2 separate regions of the Mus musculus genome follow, and region 1 is linked to region 2. The links are chromatin contacts, called in public Hi-C maps. All regions are on one chromosome and are shown on one strand. Each heading gives the region's core, a stretch centred on a gene start, on an enhancer-like site or on the middle of the called end of the contact. The rest is flanking DNA. Distances are from core to core; before and after follow the strand shown. Region 1 has its middle 12 kb from the start of Gm36011. Region 2 overlaps Gm44812.

Region 1 (4,057 bases), core at 98-2,597, 600 kb before region 2:
CTTACTTCTGAGGGACCCAAGCTAAGATAGACAGACAGGATTATGGTCAGATTGGGCCCTTTAACTCCTGAAAGTGGTCAATGCTTTTGCCAGTAATTATATCTATTTTTTTCACTCACCCTAGAACATTCTTTCTTTTCTGCTTTATATTTCTACACTTGGTTCAGACAACTGTAGCTGGAACTCTTTTCTGGGAAAATCTAAAGAAACATCTACTCCCTTCTTATAAGGCACCAGTGACAAAGCAAAGTTCAATTCTACCAAAGATTAACTTTGGACAATCAATGTACTCATTGGACTTAGTTACAAAGCATGAGTGAGGTGTGACTGACAGGAATAACTAACAGCCACACCAGAAAGTCCCACTCCGGTATGGATAATGATGTTCCCATAGATGCAGAGATGGAGTCCTCTTTGAGTTAACCTCCCACTCTCTACATATTCTATTATATCCACAGACTAAAAGGCCACTTGCAAAAAGACCATAGTCATATATGACTAGCTAACACATCCAGGAGAAGGTGGTAGGAATCTCAGATGAGGCCCCAGTGACCCTTCTCAATATCATCCTCTGTGATGGAACTCCCATGGTCCACAGGCATGAGGAGCTCTGTTGAGGGAGATAACTGTTATTCTACAACAATGAATCCCATTCAGGTATTGCTGTAGCTAATCTATATTACTTTGACCTTCTGTGCAGTTTTGAAATGTTGCTGTTGTGGTACTCAGTACCTGTTGATTTCAGTTGTTGATCTTCATGTTGAATCATATTTCTATGAATGGAGAAGTCCAACATTGTGGAAATAAATATGAGCAAGAGATTCCTTCTCACTCAGCTGGTAGAGGGCCTTCAGTTACTTATTTTCATCTTAGCCTATGCTAGAGAGAGCAATCCTTTGAAGACTTAAGGATGAAGTAATACAATTAAGGATGCTGGGAAAATAGTCTCTCTGTAGCAAATCCTCTGTGTGTGCGTGTGTGTGTGTGCACGCGCACGTGCACATGAAATTGAGAGCAAATTAGTGAATGAATGAATGAATGAAGGCTTTGTCTCCCTCCTCCAGCAGGAACTGTCCTAAAACAAAGACCCATATAATTACATACCCCAAATTAAACAAACCTATATAGATCAGCCGGCTTAGGAAAAATCTTTTATTTTACAAAAGGCTCTTCATTTCATACTTCTCATTCTGTCATTCTGGGGAATGACACGAGTTAAGGAAGAACACAGAAGTTAGCATTTAATGTTTTTACTTTGAAGATACCCAAGCTAAAACAGACTAGGACACAGTATCTCTTCAATCAATATTTGCTTTGTGGTTAATTTATTACTTATTCTTCTAAAGCTAATAAGATAGAGACTTGGTTTGCTGTCTGTGGTGTTATTTCTAGGTCTGGAATTTGTAGCAGGTGGAACCTAATAAAAGGAAATTATGTCATTGGGGTATGTGCTTGAAGAGGATCTGGTGAGCCCTACCCATTCTTTCATGACTCCCACGAGGTGAGTTTGTTTCCCCTTATGTCATGGTCATCATAACATGATGTCTTACTACATAACCCAAGGCAAGTGGGACAAGGTACAATGGATTAGAATCTACAAAACCAAGCATTAAAGTAAATCTTTCATGATTTGAAATAATGACCTCAGACTCTTCTTTTTTCATAGCTATAAAAAGTCGAGTTATGTACTAAATTAATAAGGTTCTTTTATTGTCAAAATATCAGCTCCAGGACTTCTTGAATATTTTCTGCCATTTGAGTTCTTTCTACATACAAGGGGAAACTATTTGATCTTAAATCTATCTAACATATCATCTATCATCAGTAAGAGTAAATTTCAATGCTATAGAGCTGTTTATAGTGTGCTTCCCTTAGTAACTTACTAATTTAGTAAGATACAATAGTCAACTCAGGAATTCCTCTGCCATCATCCTACATAAACCCAAAAGGCTTGAAGTGAATCTGGTGCAACACTTTGATATTACATGTAGGACGGCATCTTATTGGCAAGAACAAAGTATGTTGAGACATCGTGTCTTCACCTACAAAGCAAGAAGAGGAAAGAAAATATAAAGCAGATTGATTTACTGAATTTGTCCTTTCCTCACACAAATAGTGTATGTATAACCTGGAGTCACCACACCAAAATACACAATGTAAGGGCTGAGAAAGATGGGTTAAAACATGGTATGACCTCCTCCTGCGGTTCCAAGGGGAGAAGTCAGGGAGATGATAGTTAAAGTGCAGTTGCAATTCACTTCCCCTTAGTCAGAATGATCCTTTTTTTTCCCGAAGTTCAACATTTTTGTGTGATATCTATGATTGGAATAGTTCAAAATTATACTGTGAATTAGAATTGGAAAGAAGGAATTTATACAAGGAAGGAGAGTTTTCAAGTGCTTTATCAGTAAGTGCAGAAAGGGTACAGGCAAGAAGAGCACATGGAGGTCAAAAGAATTCTCAGGGCACAAGCCTACTAAAGTGTTAGCTGTTAGGTGAGCACATGCTAATGAAAGACTGTGTGCATATATGTACATGTGTGTGTATGTATGTATGTGCACATATGTGTTGGGGTGAGGATTCTGGTATCAAACATGGGTTCTTGCTCAAACTAAGTATGGATACTTATATGTCATAAGTATGTCACTATATGTAAACAAGACCGCACATTGGGGTGGGAACAGAGTACTTGGGTATCAGAAATGAGAATGGAGCTTTGGGCATAAGGAATTCACCCATTCTAAGTTCTGACTATGGTTGGGATATGGATGTCCAGAAATAAGAGTATAATTAAAAGTTAAGTGGGAATTGGCATCTTCAAGAGGGAAGAACAAGAATTCCCCACAGTGTTGTATGGTGTAGCAAACGGAAGATGAACTTACCCATAAGTTTTCAGAATTGTAAAACTTGTCAAAGTCTAGTGTTTTATAAAATAGTTGACAGACACTCCAAGTAGGTAAATAAAACAACAGGATCAAAAGAGCTGGAAATGGCAACCATAAAGTTTTAATTATGGTTTTAAATGTTTAAACATATAATGGGAGAACTAACATCCATAAAAAAAGGAATAATGGATTATAAAATAAAGTAATTGACTATATGGTAAATTAAGGAGAATTCTGTACATAAAACAAGTCCTGCTTGGTGAAAATTTAAATTCCCCCCAAACACGGTTGAAACAGTAGATTAGAAACCATGTAAAAGAAAATTATGGAAAGAGGCAATAGAAAGATGTCAGAGACCTGAAATGACAGAAAAGTCAGTAATATGTTTGAAGACAGAGACGGTGCACTGATATGCATCTAAAGGGAGCTGTATGGGCAAAATGAGGAAAATGGTGGACGGCCAATATTCATAGGTGAGCAATATTCATAGGTGAGGAATATTGAGAACAGTAAAGGGCAGGAAGTGATGGTACCATCATTCCTAAGAATCATAAGCTAAGATTCGTTTAAATCCACACCTGGGCTTTTTGAATGGATAGCATAGCTTCTCAGAATGCATATAAAGGTCCATGAGGCAAGTCTGTCAGACCAGAGTTGTGAAACATATTGCTGGCTGTGATTATATGTCAACACTATTGAATATGTGGTTATAAACAAAGAAATCAGGGATCAAGCACTAGACTTCGATTCAGAACACGAAATCCTGTGGTATGACTTCAACTTTGCCTTTAATTAAAATCATAAGTTCCTAGTATCCTTTCTGAGTTTAGGCCCTGGAAAACAGGAGTGTGAGACCAGGGTATTTTCCTGAAAGAGCATCCTGCTCACGCCATACATTCAGCCTCCTGATCTCCTTGGCTGTGCCTTGCTAGTCTATCATTTTCATCTTATCTTCATCTTCCATATAACAAAGATACCCTCAAGGTGCTTCACATTCTTTCCTGTGCCTTTATACCTATCTTAGCCACAGGTGAAGAGCAGTGAATTTAGACCTGGTGTTGATGTACAGGTTATTTCCAAGTTATTTCCTGCATTTCATCTTCTAACAGGAATAGAAGGCACTTGGCATTTTGAAAAGAGTGAGAGTGTTCACAGACTAGGAGGTATGTGTC
Region 2 (4,528 bases), core at 31-2,530:
GGTGGGTGATATTTTTATCCCGCCCCACCCTGCCTACTGCCATCCCTGAATTCTCTTCAGCCTTGTTTCTGTTGCCTGCCTGTCTGACCTGTTTGGTCCTCTCTCCCTGTTGTTTGCCTCACAGTTCTAACTTACGACACACCTCTGAACTCTGAGACATTGTCCCTGGAGCAGATCATGACCTCTGTCTTCTGTTTGTCCCTCTGATCCCTAAAGAAATAATAATCTGATGTTTACCTTGGCCCTAGCTGACCATAGATCATTAGACCAAAGGTAGGCAAGATCCTGATCCCAGGGTTGCATAGTTTTGGTGACTGTGCATGAAGAATAAGCTGAGCTTAATCTGTCTTTATTCCACATTCTATTACCTGGGTCTTCAGTGGAGCAAAACAAGACAGGAGCCCTACATTTTTGTTGCAAGATGGCCCCAACTAAGAAGTGTTGTAGAGAAATATTGAATATAGAGGTATTTCTCAACCATCTCTGTGCTACCAACAAAAATATTCAAATTTCTGTGTTTCAGAATTATTTCTAGATGTTCTGGTGTACACTTAAAGTTATATTCTTAAAAAGAGAAATGCTCCCTGTTTTGGCCGGTTCAGATTCCTCTACTGCTAACAATAGGACAGCAGAGAGGTGACTGAGCGTGACGGATATGGAGCTCACAAAGCTTGATCTTCAGGACCTCTGTGTGCACGTTCCTTCCCGTGGCCTCACCAGGGCCTACCAACTCTGTTTTCACCATCTTTAATTTTGTTTGATTAAAAGTAGCCCTCAGGCTCTGGGGTGATAGTTCAGTCTGAAATGTGTTTGCTGTACAAACAGGAGAACCTGAGTTCAATGCCCTGAATCCAGGTGAAAAGCCAGACACAGTCAATCGTTAATGCTTGAACTCTTGGCGTGGGAGAGAATCTCAGGGGCTCGCTGGTCGGTCAGTCTAGCTAATGGGTAAGCTTCAGGTTCAGTGAGAGACTCTGCCTCAAAACATAAAATGGAGAGTCATTGAGGAAGACACTGGGGAGAACACACGCACACACAAGCACAGATACACACATTGAGTGAAGTATTTCCATAAATTATATACTTGTTAAGACAACAAAGCTGTCTCTAGGATAGAAAATGAATTCTGAGTCCTTATCCTTATCTTATGATTAGAGGATGTGCCAGCAGGTAGCAACAATGATTCCCAGTGGTATAAGTAAAGGGTCGGAGTCATCTAGTCCATCCCAAGAGAAGCTAGGCAAGATTTTACAAAGTATGGTGAGTCACCTGTTGACATAACCCAAAGTTATGAACGGTGACCAAATCGAATCGACCTTTCATGCATCACTTCAACATTGCTCAACTGAGTGTTGATTTTTGTCAATCTGTTTTAACTGAATCTCTACATTTATCTCAGATTTGTACTTGTAGGAGAGACATAAGCTTAAGAAATGTTTGCCCACTTTGGAGTTTTCCCATACTTAGGAAACATTAAAATGTGAAATTAATCAAATTTCAAAAACCCTTTCAAAAGAAGGAGGAGCTAAGGAAGAGGGCTAAGGTCAGTTGATAGATCACTGGCCCAGCATCTGGGAAGCCCTGGCATTTGGGATCACTGGCCCAGCATCTGGGAAGCCCTGGCATTTGGGAGCACTGGCCCAGCATCTGGGAAGCCCTGGGTCTGATCCCCAGGACTATAAACCAGCACTGTCTGTTATCCCACCATGTATGAGGTGAAGGCAGGAGGATCCGGGTCACCCTCAGCTACACAGTGAGTTAAATGTGAGCCAACCTGAGCTATATAAACCTCTACCTCAAAAAAATAAAATAAAATAAAATAAAGTGTTGGAAAGAACGAAAAGGAGAAGGGCTGTCAAACCCACTGACAATATGTTCAAAGCCTAACAACCTCAAGTTCCTATCATCTTTAGTTTACATGCCTCAGAGCTAGCCTGTGCTATTGCCTTAACACAACACAATAAGATCATCCTAAACAATAGCGTTCACTGTATTCCCAGCCCCTATATTTGCCAGGCACGTGTGCTTGGGTGTGAGAACTCTGGCCAAGTGTTTGCTATAGTCTCCAAGAAGGGTGATAACAAAGTCACAGATACTCAAAGCAGGACTCACAAGTATTCAACCAAATAAATGAAATCATACACTTTACTTTTCTCATTGCTGAGACTTAATACCTGACAAGGAGCAGCTTCAAGGAGGAAGGTTTATTCCAGTCCACAGGACTATGAGGTAGCTGGTCACATTGCATGCACACTCTGGAAGCAGAAAGCAGCAGACAGAACGTGATGCCGGGCTCAAAACCTTCAAGGCATGTCCTGTCCACAGTGGCCCACTTCCTCCAGTGAGGCTCCACCTCCTAAAAATCTTCCATGACCTCCCAAAGCCACACCAGGAGCTAGAGACCAAGTCCAACAACACAAGTGTCTGAGGGACAGCTCCCATTCAAACCAGTTAAAAACCTTTCCCACAGTGTGGGAGGCTGATGACATGTTCACAATTATGCTTTTCTTTAAGATGAAAATAACTCTGGGGATAGCTTTGCTACGCTAATGCCAGAAAATGTTTCATGTTCCACATTCCAATTGGCATGCTCCTCAACCAACTCCCTTCTCAGTTTAGCTTCCCAGCTACTCCTGGGAAACCAACTAATTCTTAATATCGGAACAAACAAAGCAGAATTAGGAAGGCACATTTCTAAGGGAGAGAAATCAGGCAGCCGAGTCCCAAGCCAGTTTACAGGATTTTTTTTTTTTTGCTACTTTTCTTTTTTCTTTTTTTTCCCTTTTAATTAGGTATTTTCCTCATTTACATTTTCAATGCTATCCCAAAGGTCCCCCATACCCACCCACCCCCATCCCCTACCCACCCACTCCCCCTTTTTGGCCCTGGCGTTCCCCTGTACTGGGGCATATAAAGTTTGCAAGTCCAATGGGCCTCTCTTTGCAGTGATGGCTGACTAGGCCATCTTTTGATACATATGCAGCTAAAGACAAGAGCTCCCGGGTACTGGTTAGTTCATATTGTTGTTCCACCTATAGAGTTGCAGTTCCCTTTAGCTCCTTGGGTAATTTCTCTACCTCCTCCATTAGGGGCCATGTGACCCATCCAATAGCTGACTGTGATCATCCACTTCTGTGTTTGCTAGGCCCCGGCATAGTCTCACAAGAGAGAGCTATAACTGGGTCCTTTCAGCGAAATCTTGCTAGTGTATGGAATGGTGTCAGCATTTGGAAGCTGATTATGGGATGGATCCCTGCATATGGCAGTCACTAGATGGTCCATCCTTTCGTCACAGCTCCAAATTTTGTCTCTGTAACTCCTTCTATGGGTGTTTTGTTCCCATTTCTAAGAAAGGGTAAAGTGTCCACACTTTGGTCTTCGTTCTTCTTGAATTTCATGTGTTTGGCAAGTTGTATCTTATATCTTGGGTAACCTAAGTTTATTTTCTATCATTCCCTCCCTCTCTTTCATGGGTGACCTCTAATTAAATACTCCCAGGTACCTGGCGTCCAGAGTGTCCCTTGAGAACTGCTTCCCAGGTGTCTGTAGTAAGCCTTGCTTTTTAAATTCACCATGATTTTTGATGCCCCTCTTCACGTTCTTCAAACGGCAACAGATCAGAAGACTCTTACCCTTTGATCTGAGAGGAGGACTCTGGTTCAGATCCGAAGCCATAGCTGGGCTCAGCAGCCCCTTTTGTACCCTTGGTCACTTACCCTGCTCCCTGAGAAACAGGGTGAGCAATGAAAAGTTGAAAGTTACCATTCATAGCATATCTGCAAATCCTGAGAGATGGTCTTGTCCACCCAGTTCCAATAAGAGGGCCAAGTACTCTTTTTTGTTTTTTCCTACTTCTACTGAAACCTTGGTAGGCTTTCTGAACTGGAACGGTTATTTCTAAATCTCAAATTTATTAAATTAGCAATCGCAGCATTTGTATATACTCAGTTCTTGTTGTTTCAAACAGGATGTTTATTCATCTTCCAAAAGTAGCAAGACTTGGATCCAACCTGTCTCATAAAGACGTTAGGCAAGATGCCAGGTATGGTGGTATACCTTTAATCCTAGTAAGAACAATCAGATCTCTGTGTGTTTGAGGCCAGCATAGTCTAAATAATGAGTTCCAGCCCAAACAGGGCTACACAGTAATATTCTATAAAAATAATATTAATAATACAAAACAAAACAAAACAAAAAGTGAAGACGAAAACAAAAGAACAAGAAGATAGATAAGAACAGACAAGGTCTCTACCCAATGAACTGCCCTGGGTGTCTTGAAAGCTACTCTTAGAAGAATAATTATATAATTAGATTAGGTCTAATTACATAACTGTCTAGAAATAAGTAATTTCCATTTGAAATCACTGGTTACTGTGTATCTGGCATGGAGTTTAAACAAAAAGACACTAAACTAGTTTTATCATGTAGCGTAGGGAACAGAATAAACACCAGGGACTACTCAGTTCTGCTCTTTTGTTTCTTGTTCTAACAGGTTTACTGCCACCTCTGTCCCTTTCCCCACATCCCA

Evidence for each region. Hi-C and Micro-C count contacts between places; a contact is called where the count stands out from the background.
Region 1: a contact with region 2 is called in a Hi-C map of liver, with 4 times the contacts expected there. The contact joins two enhancer-like sites. A contact is called at or near these places in 3 of 484 Hi-C or Micro-C datasets (liver and nephron progenitors).

The regions. Positions count from the first base shown.
Region 1 is chr7:71,126,396-71,130,452 of GRCm38.p6, reverse strand. No RefSeq gene overlaps it. Among named protein-coding and RNA genes, the nearest start is that of Gm36011, 12 kb to the right of the region's middle. Within about 2 kb of position 1,347, at least 5 of the 459 cell types and tissues checked have an H3K27ac peak or open chromatin away from gene starts, as enhancers often do. A contact at or near this core is called in liver, where this site is marked.
Region 2 is chr7:70,521,258-70,525,785 of GRCm38.p6, reverse strand. Gm44812 reads right to left here. Exons shown (of 7, transcript XM_030243182.1): 2 at 3,503-3,724; 3 at 2,175-2,255. The coding sequence starts at 3,675. Among named protein-coding and RNA genes, the nearest start is that of Gm44812, 14 kb to the right of the region's middle. Within about 2 kb of position 1,280, at least 5 of the 459 cell types and tissues checked have an H3K27ac peak or open chromatin away from gene starts, as enhancers often do. A contact at or near this core is called in liver, where this site is marked.